Linked DNA regions of Danio rerio: region 2 is linked to region 1. Evidence: chromatin contacts called from public HiChIP or PLAC-seq data. All regions are on one chromosome and are shown on one strand. The core of a region is the stretch at or near the end of the contact, and the rest is flanking DNA. Distances in the headings are between cores, read along the strand shown.

Region 1 (5,840 bases), core at 2,353-4,852:
AAAACAGACTTGTCATGCTCTATAAAATGTGTTTCTCCAAAAGATTTGAATGCTTAAAAATCCCTTTTACCAATTATTTCAATGGCCAAAATCTCCCATGGACCGTCCACCTTGATGGGTCTTACTGTTCTGGCCAGGTTTTTACTCCGCTCTGCATGCTGACACGTTTCACACACTTTAATCTGAAACACAAGATACAGTACTTTGTAGACACCAAGAAATAAATGAAAAACATCACAGTAACAAACACCTTCATCAGGATAATGGCATCCACTGCATACCCAATCCACAACATCCTTGACAATGCCAAGCCAGTAGTATTTACTCTGAATCCTGTGTACAGTCTTCTTCTGACCCAGGTGGTGTCCGATGTCATTGAAGTGACACTCCAGGAAGATTTGTCTCTTCCGCTCTGCCTCAATCACCACTTCTCGCTTCTCTTCTTTCTTTGGTCCCACATAATACAGCCGGCCATCTTTGGTGTTTAAGGTAAATTAGTAATTGGTGAGAAGATCATAGTGATTAGTAGGATCAGAAAGATAAGCTAAACAGTAATGTGTGAAAAGTTGCTTATGAGCAACTCCAGCTTTATGTATGTGACATTTGCAATAAAAACTTGAAACATAGATAAATATAAATTCACAGAGAATGTATATGAGCAATTCCAGCCTTATGGATGTGACATTTGCAGTAAAAACTCTAAACATAAATTCACACAGAAAGCATATGTTAACATTATATTGAAACTTTTGTTTATATTTTCCAAAACAACTGACCACAGAGTTATGGGACCAGAAATATATCAATATGTAAAGATGTTTTGTACTTTAATTGTGAAAAAAAAACATGCGTTATGGATGTGACAAAAAAAGTCTGCGAGTTTACAGTACACAGAATACTTTGTAGAAATTCTGTGAATGAAACTGCACAACCCAAAAGAAACATTGCTAATCAAAAGGATAAGAGTTGTCTCTTTGTACAACAAAAATTATTGGTTTTATTTAATTAAAAATTTTCACATTTAAGAGGAAAAAAGTGTCGTTATGAATGTGACACTTCTCCGTTATGGATGTGACAACTGTGAAATTGCCACTTGTGTGATTTTGGCAAATTAAATAAAATAGTTTGAAACACTGACAGATACATTTATAAGTATTTTTAAAGTACTGTAAAATTCTTGCTTACAAAAACTGTTTCTGGGATTTTTTGAAAACTGAAATTTTTTTTCATGGCAAGGTTGACATTTGCACTGAATTGCTCATATGTTACCAGTTTATTAAAACATCACTTTCTATTTTTTAAAACAACTTATCAGAGTTAAGGGATCGGAAAAACATCAATCTGTAAGCGTGTTTTATATTTTAAATGAGAGAATTAAACATGCATTATGGATGTAACCAAGAAGTATGCGAGTTTATATTATACAACGCATTTTGTAGGAATTCTCTGAATTAAACTGCACAACCCAACATAAATAATATTAATCAAAAGGATAAGAGTTGGCTCTCTAAAGAACAAAAACTAATTATTTTATTGTATATTTTTGCATTTATGAGAAAAAAAAACTTTGTTATGGATGTTGCAGATGTAAGATTTTCACTTGTGTGACTTTGGTAAATCAAATCAAATGGTTTGAAAACATTTACAGACACATTTTTGAGTATTTTACAGTACTCAGAAAGACATTCACTATTTTGGTGAAAATCTTTTTTTATGATGCAGTGTGTGGATGGTTTAATGACATTAATTGTAAAAGACACTAAAACTAACTTACATATTCAAGTATTCCTATGCTTACAAAAACAGCTATTAGCAATAAGAGGAAACATAAAAGAGGACAAAGGTGCCTTGACAGAGTTCGAAGAGGACAAGGGCATTTTCTGCTAAATATTATGCTGACCATAAAGGAGGAAATGGTCCAGATGACACTTCTGACAAACTATTAAAATCACAACTAGAAGCATTGTCCTTGGAGGACAAGACTCCTGAAAGACTGCCCTAATGCTGTTGAAATAGAAGAAATGCTTTGCCATGTTTTAATTCAAGTCTCTCACATTAGAGATAAAACAAAAACTGATTTATTCTATGTATTAACAGATATCCTCAAGTATATAAAACACTGATATCTTAAAACATTAAAAACACACCTGTATTCAAGGATTGAATACTGTATTAAAAGCTAGAGCATAGAGAACAGCGGCACGTTTAACTGACTTCTATATACTGAATGTCTTAGGCCAATTTATTCTCAGTGGAGAATATTGTAAAGGATTTTGTTTTGTTATTGTGATTGTGATTGTTTTTATTCTACCTTTTCACTGGATTTGTTTATTAATAAAGTTGTATTTTATTAATTTTCTTCACTGGAGTGGACATTGGCTTCATTTGCAGAACCCATCAAGATACACTTAGGTGAAGTTTGTTTTATATTCACACATTCGTTCAGTGACATCTCCATACATTGTTTAGCATGGTGCTTTGAATATTCAGACTGAAATCTCATGCAAGTATGACTTCAAAACACTAAAGACTGTTGCACTTTAATGGTTGTTGGCTGCTAGGATGATTTCAATATTTAGAATTTTTAATTCATAATTTTTGGAGATTATATTATTGATGAGAAAGACTGAATGTGCAAATATAAAACCAACTTTATGTAAGTTCAAGATACCTTGTGTGGTAAGGTATGAATCTAATTTATTTCTTGAACAACATTACAAAATATGGTCCTAAACAAAACTCTAGCTAAGAAATATAGCCAAGAGAGGATTCTGGTTTCTTTATTTAATTTGGGTATTAAATAAAGGCATCCAGCACAATGGCAAGGTTAACAATTGCATGGAAAAGTGTTTTACACACTAGTACTGAAACTGCATTAAGATATACCATAATGCAAACTAATACACAGTTGATAGTTACTGTGTCATAAATAAACTCCAGTTCAGTCTCTCAGTAAAAACCTTCTTACTGACAGAACCTTGAAATTTTAGTGGCAAATGAAAAGGTTTAAATCTCCTAATATTTCATCAAATGATTCTTGTTCCCTGAAAATATTGTATGGCTTTAAACTACTGATATTCTTAATGACACTTTAAAATCATTTTAATCTTCTCTAAATCATGATAAACATGTATGATTATGTTTTGATGAGATAAACAACAGGACACATTCTACACTACGGTAAACATGTTAAATCTACATTGCTTTTACAGCATTAATGAATGAAAAACGTTTGTTTAATCTCTGACCCATATATAACCACCGAATACTGAATGTACTCGTTTAGTACTTACCGTCAATAATAAACTTCTGAGCGTATCTTTTGAGATTTTTCTTGCGAATAGGATTCATAGTTTGAGGATAACAGCCCTCGGCAACAAAAGTGTAAATGTCCCCCAGTCTGTTTGAGCTGGACTCCACAACCTCCTCTTCGGCCACTGGCAACGAGTCCACACTCAACATTGTGCTGCGAACACACGGTCCCGGGCTTTAAATACATAACAGACAGATAATCCTCCAATTTCAAATTCAAAACTACATACACACTAATACTGGGGACATTGAAAACGTGTTTCTGAAAGAGCTCCCTCTTCAACATAAAGTGCACACAACAACAGTAGGACGGAAGAAATTGGATGGCGTACCAGGAAGTAAACATAACAAATGTTTTATCACTGTGCGTTAATTTATTGCGCTTTTTCAGATACGAACTAATGACTAAATATGCATAGAATAGTTCCACTCATATAGAAGTGAACAATTATTAAAGCTGACGATATAAATCCTATGTTAAATGAGCGAAGCTTTTTGTTTCTCTACGGACACAATTTTGGGTTGTTCCAAAACAATCACATAAGCGTGCGGAGCTCTAAACAGATTGACAGTTCAACCATTCTGGTCATAATGTGTTTTCATTGCCTTTAAAATATTTTAAAAACACAAATCATACATATTAAGTCTGTATAAATGTATAACAGTGTGTTATTTGACTTATAATATACGCCATGGAGAGATTTTACACATGCAGTTGCTTTTTCACAGACAATATTTTTCTTGAAGAATACAAACTTCATGTTCGTTTCGTCTCAGAGAACCAGTTTAGGAAGGACTATCAAAATGTAAGTAATTTACAGCAAGACGGGCTCATGTCTTCATGTTAAACAGTTTGCCAATTCCGTCTGAACTTCGCTGACATTTGCTTAAGATCCTCAGATCCCTGGGTTGTGAGTCTGAATCCCAATTCAGAGACGTGATCGGAAAGGTGAGTAATAAGTGTGCTCTCGAGAACAGCGATAACGATGAAGATCAAGGCTGTCAGAGAGCGGTTATTCACTCACTCGTGTATTTATAGATTCAGGCAGAAATCGAAAGACGCCAAAATCATAAATTGAAATCTACAGAGAGAGCAGCTGTCATCAAGGAGATTTATACACCTCTACACCAACATGTTTATCATCTTCAGGTACTTATGATCAGCAACACGGGCAGTCTGTGATTTATGTCGTCCACTGACTTACTGGAATATAATTTATCATCTCTAGGAATCTTTCTTAGCCCCAGAGCTTTTAGAGATGGTCAAATATTGTGCTTCAAGTGAAGCAAATGTGCAAGGACTGTTGAAACTCATCCAGACAGAGGCAGGTGAGCTGCTGCTTTACACGTGTTCCAATTTATTAATAAGAAGGAAAAATCACATGCTAACTAATTCTGTTTACTGAAAATTTCGCAGCTTCGAGAGTGTTTCGGTTCCAGGTGTTCCGAAAGGAATTCTGCAAGGACCTTCTAGAAGAGCTGGAGCATTTTGAACAGTCGGATGCACCCAAGGGCAGGCCGAACACCATGAACAATTATGGGGTAAAGGTTTTATTATAAAGGTCAAGGACTTTGCAAGAGACACTCACTAAAATATAATTTAGTGTAACACAAATAAATAATAATAAAATATTGTTAGGCTTAAATAAAACAAGGAACATTTGATGACATATTAAATTTAAAGATCATAGTTCAGCCTCTAAATAATAATTTAGTTGTTTTTTTCTTGATACTTTATTCTTTTTGCTTACACTTTACAATTATTTTCTATTAGTTAATATATTTATTAACATAAACAATACATTTATTACTTATTTATTCACCTTTGTTAACATTAGGTAGTGAAAATAAAGTTGTTGACTGTTAACTCAAAGTGCATTAACTATTGTTTTTACTCAACTGTGGAATTTAATAATGCATTAGTAAATGTTAAACTGATTAATACATGCTGTAAAAGTACTGTTCATTCTTAGTTAATGTTAGTACATACATTAGCTAACATGAACTACTGGAACATTATTGTAAAGTGTTACCCTTCAAGCCACTTCAACCCAATTGTCAGCAGTTGGATGAAAGTTTTCCATCATTTAAGATATAATAATAAAATTGAGTATAATCACATTTTATATAGCTTAATAGGTGCAGGTTGGTTTAAGTATGTTTTTCCTAATTATCATCAATATTTGTTGGAATAACCCTGATTTTCAGCCACAACACACAAAAAACATTTGTTATTCTAAACGTAATCTTCTTAAGAAAAAATAGTAATTTAAAGTGTTAACTGATGTTTTTACACAACTATGGATTTTAATAGTGCATTAGTAAATGTTGAACTGACTAATAAATGCTGTTAAAAGACTGTTACATTGAATAAATATACAGAAAATATACCAGGCCATTACATAATAAACAAATATTCATATTTTACTCAAAGCCATACCTAAATAATTCAGTAAATACAGTGGAACTGGGGATTTCTTAGTAGTCTATAATTCTTTTCTATAGTTGCACATTCATAATTCTGTCTA
Region 2 (6,156 bases), core at 2,224-4,723, 220 kb after region 1:
AGTGGGGAGTGGGTTTTTTGAACCACCCGAACCCACTGGCTATAGGCCTGGTACATATTCATCACAAAATGTTTTAACAAATTTCTCTTTGAATCCTTTGAAAAGGCACCACCACTGTGAGTTTTTGTACCTTTATTTCTTTGTAGAACACACTATTCAATCATATTCAATTTCTTTTAAACATTTTTACAAACAAACAAACAACCAAACATCTGTATACTATTAGTATTACCTTTGCTTACAATGACACAATTTAATCCTGTTCGTATGAAATAAACTGCTCCCGAGCAGGTTTGAGATTACAGACCTGTTGCTATGACAACAATTCCTAAATGAGTTTAGAAGAACACACTATCCGGCATCATGTCAAATCGTCAGTAATCAAATCCAGCCAACTGAGTAATCCAGGTACAAGGAATCGGCCCTAGATGCCCATATGATCAATGCTTGTGTGTGTGGGGGGGGGGGGGGGGGGGGATTATATGATGTATCCACAACATGTATTTTTTTTTTAATTAGATAATAAGACAAGGGGCAGACAAACAAATGAGGATTAATCTTCCTGATGTGTACATGTTAAGCTCCTTTTTGCAAACAACATGATTTTATAAGACTTATATGTACACTAACGCATCTAAAAAAAAAAAAAAACTAAAAAAAAAAAAAACAAGAATTCCTTAAAACTATTTCAATCTGTCCACTGCACTTTTTCATTTAGGAATATGTATATGATTCATCATTCTCATAAATGACTCAAAATAATGCAGTCCAAACAATTTAGTCCAGCCAACTATGCATCCTATTCAGACCAATTGTTTTTTAGAGATTTAAAAAAAAAAAAGTGCATATGGTGAGACAGCAGGAAATTGCTGTTTAGGAAATGACTAATGCCAGAATAAACAGCCGTATTGTGCTATAATTAATATAAGGTTTGCAGCTAAGCTTATGTTTTCATCTTTCTGGCTGCAAACTGGACAGTGTGTCAGTGTTTATAAATCATTTGCACTGCGGACAAGGTTAAGCAAGCCATGTTAAAATATTATGACAGGTTTAACACTGAATATAAGTTATTTAATTTGATTTAGACTTCAAATAGCAAAAGACAGCAAATACCAGACTCAAGGCCATCTCGCTTTAATTCCTGGGCTAACTGACGGCTGAGTCACAACAGGACGATGCCCATCGTACACAATTCTGAAATATCTCCCCTTCTGTTCTCACCTTTAACCACAGGCTTACTCCACTAGAATAGTATGCCGTGTATATATATAAATAAATAAAAAATCCTGCCTGCTGCTTCGTGGTAGTTCAAGGCCTTCATCTTCTCCTCCTACCTGCTGTGACTGCCTTTAAGTTGTTTCTGTCACTTTGAAGTGACAACATTTCAACACTGCATAAAAAAAAAAAATCCATGTTGGCCTTGATTTCCTCTGTAAATCTTTTGAGGTCTCATTATCAGCTCCTGCAGTAATACATTAGCTCTACGCATCCTTAGAGATTTACTTTGGCCACATATGCAGTATAATGAATGCTAATGTCAATCACAACTGCTGACCAGAGGTCAAGTCAGAAAGGAAAGACCTTGAGGCACATTTCCTCCAGCTATTCAAATAAAATCAATGAGTATCTTTATCTGCGGGACTGCACGAGTTGTGTCTCTGTGGCATGTTGTCACCAACAGCTTTTGCTTTGCTTTTATTTACATCTGTTTTTTAAGGTCAAAATTAGACTCATAAGCCACTGTAACTCACAGGTGCGAGAAAAAAAGAGTTTAAAAGGATAATTCACACTATATATCAAGGAAAAGGAACGACTAAGAAAGCAAAAAGGACAGTGAGTCAGAAGATACAAGACAGGGAAGAAAAGCTAAATCAGCATTAACTCTCAATGTGGAGGTGTTTATGTGCTTATATTGCGGTCAGTGGGCCCATTCAGCTGTATTATCAGCAAATTCATTCACGATCATCCCCGCCAGCTAGTCTCACTGACATTTAATGTGTGTATGTGTGTATTTGTGCGGCTATATGCCATGGTTAATGATATACATTGGCCATGTACACACGTTTTCCTTCTTCGGCCTGTTTGGTTTTCCACTTGCAGAGGAGGATATTCTCTGTTGATGGTTCGTAATCCTGAAGCTATCCATTTAAAATAACCAGACTGCTGGTATTTTCCTCTTATACAGCTGGGATTCCAAATTCAGAGCTCAAGGTGCAAAATAAGTAGGGACTTAGATGAACTTCTTTTATGCACTGTGGTGTTTAATATAAGAACTTTTATCCCATAACCAATAAGGAGATTAAATAAACTCCATTTCATGTTTATCATCATAACACAGCTGTCATTTTAAAATGAAACTCTTGTGGTCACTTCAGCAGTGTTAAACACTCCAACAAGCATCTTCATTCCTTGATGCTATAATGCAGCACAAAATTAAACGTCTTTTCCCAAGTATGAGAACATGATGCTTTCTAAATGATACAAGAATCAAACAAACATGTGCGTTTCTCTCTAAACATTGCTCCTACTCTGAACTTAAAAGGGAAAGTAATTAACTAGATTACCTGCAGGAAGAGCGAGACTGTCAGCAGGGATTAAGGTTAGATGCGTGTTCTCTTGTTTATTATTTATGCGTTGACATTCAAATCACTCTGTTTGGTTGCGACTACGACGTAAAATGGATAAACAGCTTCTGTTATTTTACTGCCATCTAGTGGACAACGAGTTGAGTAATCCATCTTTGTGTTTGTTTTTCGGTCAAGAGAAGTTTGTTACAAAGACTGGCAGCAACACATTGTATTTATTAACGACTTCATATAGAATCCTTTAACATTTTAAATAAAAAAGCGATATTAAAAAGTAGAAAACAAAGAGTCGATATATAATTATAGAAATTTATATAAATATATAGTTTTAATATGATAAGATATAATTCATTCATTTTCTTTTCGAATTAGACACTTTAATTTGGGGTCGCCACAGCGGAATGAACCACCAACTTATCTACCATATGTTTTACGGTGCGGATGCCCATCCAGCTGCAACCCATCAGTGGGAAATATCCATACACCCTTATTCACACATAAGTTACACTACGGACAATTTAACGTTTGTTTACCCAATTCACCTATACATGTTTTTGGACTACTGGGGGAAACCGGAGCACCCGGAGGAAACCCACGCGAACACGGGGAGAACATACAAACTCCACACAGAAATGCCAACTGACCCTGCAAAACCCGGCTCGAACCAGCGACCTTCTTGCTGTGATGCGATTGTGCTACCCACTACGCCATCGTGCTGCCATATGAAATAATATAATAATTATTATCAATGTTAATAGTAGTATTATCATAATTCTACACGTAATAATTTAGATATAATATAGATGTATAATATCAAAATAAAGAGCACGCACAATGTGACGTTTTACGTCGTCCCTACATATGACATCACTGATGACGCGTGTAACCGTTCGGCGCTAAATTTCAAATGGTCTTCTGAAGAGAAGGAAAAAGAAAGTCTGGAGTCTCTGGATTCATTTAAACAGCTTAAAAATCATCAGTTCGTCGCAGGTAACTTAAACGTTAGTTTTTTGTACTTTTTTATGTACGCTTTCAAAACCACCGATTTAAATGTGATTGTTTTGATTGAAGCGTGTTTAACGTTAGCGCTAACGTTAGCCATAGATGCGCTAGCTAGCAGGAGCCCATACAGTGCAATAACTTTACTGCATACTGAAACTTAGGTTTCTAGTAAGGTATGAATTTCGCTCCGGGGAAACAGAAAATGGGGTTATAAACATGCTTTTTGTAACATTAATATCTATGCATTAATACAGTTTAAGCAGACAACATTAAATGTTGTTATTGTTATGAAAACTGTGAGGAAGTACGTTAACTGTTAAAGTTAAGCCTAGGAAAAATGCATAGTAGTGAATGGATACAACTTTAATAAAACCACAATTACTTCACAGTTTCGTTATGAGCGCATTTAGTACCCCGACCGCCCGGCAACGGCAGTGGTCCTCTCCGGCACTGGGCCACAAAGCCGCACTGTCCACCACCAGCACACCTCTGCTGGACAACATTCAGGGAAACGACGATGAGCAGGAGAGACGTCAAAGACGCAGGTCCAGAGTCATCGACCTTCACGGAGTGAACGACTCGTCCATTAATGAGGCCGGTACCCACAGGTAGATTAAAACCTACGTTTCCTGCTGCAAAATATGTACATTAAAGACAGCAATACAACTTCACATACGTGTATTTGTCTTCACTGTAGCTCTACAGGCACACCTGCTGCTGTCCCAAAGCTGTCATCGTATTGAAATATAAAGCACTTTTTGGAAAAAAGATTAAAATAAATGATTACTGGTTAAACAAAAACTTAAAAATATATTACTCAATATAAATTGTAAACAATGTATCTTCATGATTTCTGCTGCTAAACGTGTAAATAAAAGAATGCATGCAACAGACAGATGTATTTGTCTTCACTGTAGCTCTGCAGGAACACCTGCTGCTGTCCCTAAGCTGTCCTCAGCACAGATATCTGAACATTATTCAACCTGCATCAAGCTTTCCACTGAAAACGTGAGTTTACATTTATGAATGCACTGCAGCCATGTATTTTCTCTGCTTTGTAGGCGTCTGTAATGTTACACAGCTGTTAATTTTTCACTTTTACCTGTGCAGAAAATTACCACAAAGAATGCATTTGGTCTGCATCTCATCGATTACATGGCAGACATTCTCAAGGAGAAAGACTCTGAGCTAAACTTCAAGGTACAAACTCTCCACATTTGTACTGGAGCTACTTTACAAAAATATTGTGGATTATTTTAAACGATAATATTGCAAATGTGTTTGTTGATCTAGGTTGCAGCAGGCACTCTGGATGCCAGCACGAAAATCTATGCGGTGAGGGTGGATGCTGTCCATGCTGATGCTTACAGAGTCCTGGGAGGTTTGGGTTCGGAGACCAAACCAAAAGAAAGTGAGTAGTTATTCAAGACATGGGTCTGCTGGCGTGTTATGAAAGCTTAAATGAAATTTGCTCTCGGTCAGAAAGGGTTAGGTGATCATCGTCTTGATGGTAGATGAGTGGTGTCATACATTCCCAGGGCTCTGCACAGTACTACTATATTCTCATCTTTTTTCAGGTCAGGATGGTGATGATGAGACTGAGGCAGCCGAGGGCTCTCAGGGAGAGCAGGTGGCTGCAAAACAGACTAAGAAAAGACCTCCGAAGAAGACAGTGGAGCAGAATCTCAGTAATATCAATCTCTCTGAATCTGAGATGAAGTGTGAGGTAAACAATATCCAATGTCAATAAGATTGGCATCATTTATTGTTACAATGCAGATTAGAGCTGGGCTATGCAATATATGTTGTATGATTATGTGGTCATAATCACATTCTCATGTGCCTCTTTGTTCAAGAAATATTTCCACATTTAAAAAAAAAAGTACATACAAATTAAGAGTTCAGATGCAAAAACCTCTTAAGTGCCATAGGATTTTTTCCCACAAAAATTAGTCTTTTTTTTTTTTCTCCGGTTATTGTGTGTAGGTTCAGTAATTTTGTTGTTAGAGCAAATAATGTTATTTTCATTGCCTTTAAAGGGAAATAACTGAACATGAACACAGGAGGCTGAGAAAAATGCTTATTTAAGAGGAACATTTCAGACACCATTAGAAGTTTTTGCATCTTAACTTCAAATTTGAAACTGTTTATTATTCAAGATGCATTTAAAAGAACAATATACTTATTGTATTGCAGACTCGAATAAGTATTTATATTCATGCATTTACATGTGTGAATTTTGATTTATTTTTAACCATATTCCTATCAAGCATTTTGAGATTTGCTAGTATATAATGCAAAGTGTTCTTCCACCCCCTTTGTTTTTCCTTGATGTTTTAAGCTGACTTTTAATGTGAGGACTCCAAGTAGTTTTGTTGTAAGGTGTTATAACCTACTAAAACACATTTTTGTGCAGGTTGATCCCATGTTTCAGCGTATGGCTGCTTCCTTTGATGAGAACAGTACAGCGGGAGTCTTTCTCTCTGTGCTGTTCAGTGAGGACAGTTGCTGTGAGCTGCGCTTTCCTTCACATATGACCTTACTGAAGTCACAGCTTCCTCCTGTGCAG

The links. HiChIP or PLAC-seq counts read pairs in DNA pulled down with a chosen protein or histone mark.
Region 2: a contact with region 1 is called in an H3K4me3 HiChIP or PLAC-seq map of embryo, with 6 times the contacts expected there. The contact joins the promoter of ncaph here to the promoter of zgc:113436 in region 1. A contact is called at or near these places in 1 of 18 Hi-C or Micro-C datasets (hematopoietic stem cells) and 1 of 4 datasets of contacts at active chromatin or transcription factors (embryo).

Annotation. Positions count from the first base shown.
Region 1 is chr5:28,645,370-28,651,209 of GRCz12tu, forward strand. It overlaps zgc:113436, which reads right to left and starts at 3,603. Exons shown (of 8, transcript NM_001327894.1): 1 at 3,294-3,603; 2 at 326-475; 3 at 71-182. The coding sequence starts at 376. It overlaps ogfod2 (2-oxoglutarate and iron-dependent oxygenase domain containing 2), which reads left to right and starts at 3,868. Exons shown (of 7, transcript NM_001320174.1): 1 at 3,868-4,118; 2 at 4,205-4,261; 3 at 4,352-4,462; 4 at 4,542-4,641; 5 at 4,730-4,854. The coding sequence starts at 4,005.
Region 2 is chr5:28,864,347-28,870,502 of GRCz12tu, forward strand. It overlaps ncaph (non-SMC condensin I complex, subunit H), which reads left to right and starts at 3,474. Exons shown (of 18, transcript NM_001080196.1): 1 at 3,474-3,575; 2 at 3,977-4,195; 3 at 4,505-4,595; 4 at 4,698-4,787; 5 at 4,881-4,998; 6 at 5,165-5,313; 7 at 6,004-6,156. The coding sequence starts at 3,984. LOC141385822 (a long non-coding RNA gene) reads right to left here and starts at 2,715. Exons shown (of 12, transcript XR_012406893.1): 1 at 2,565-2,715.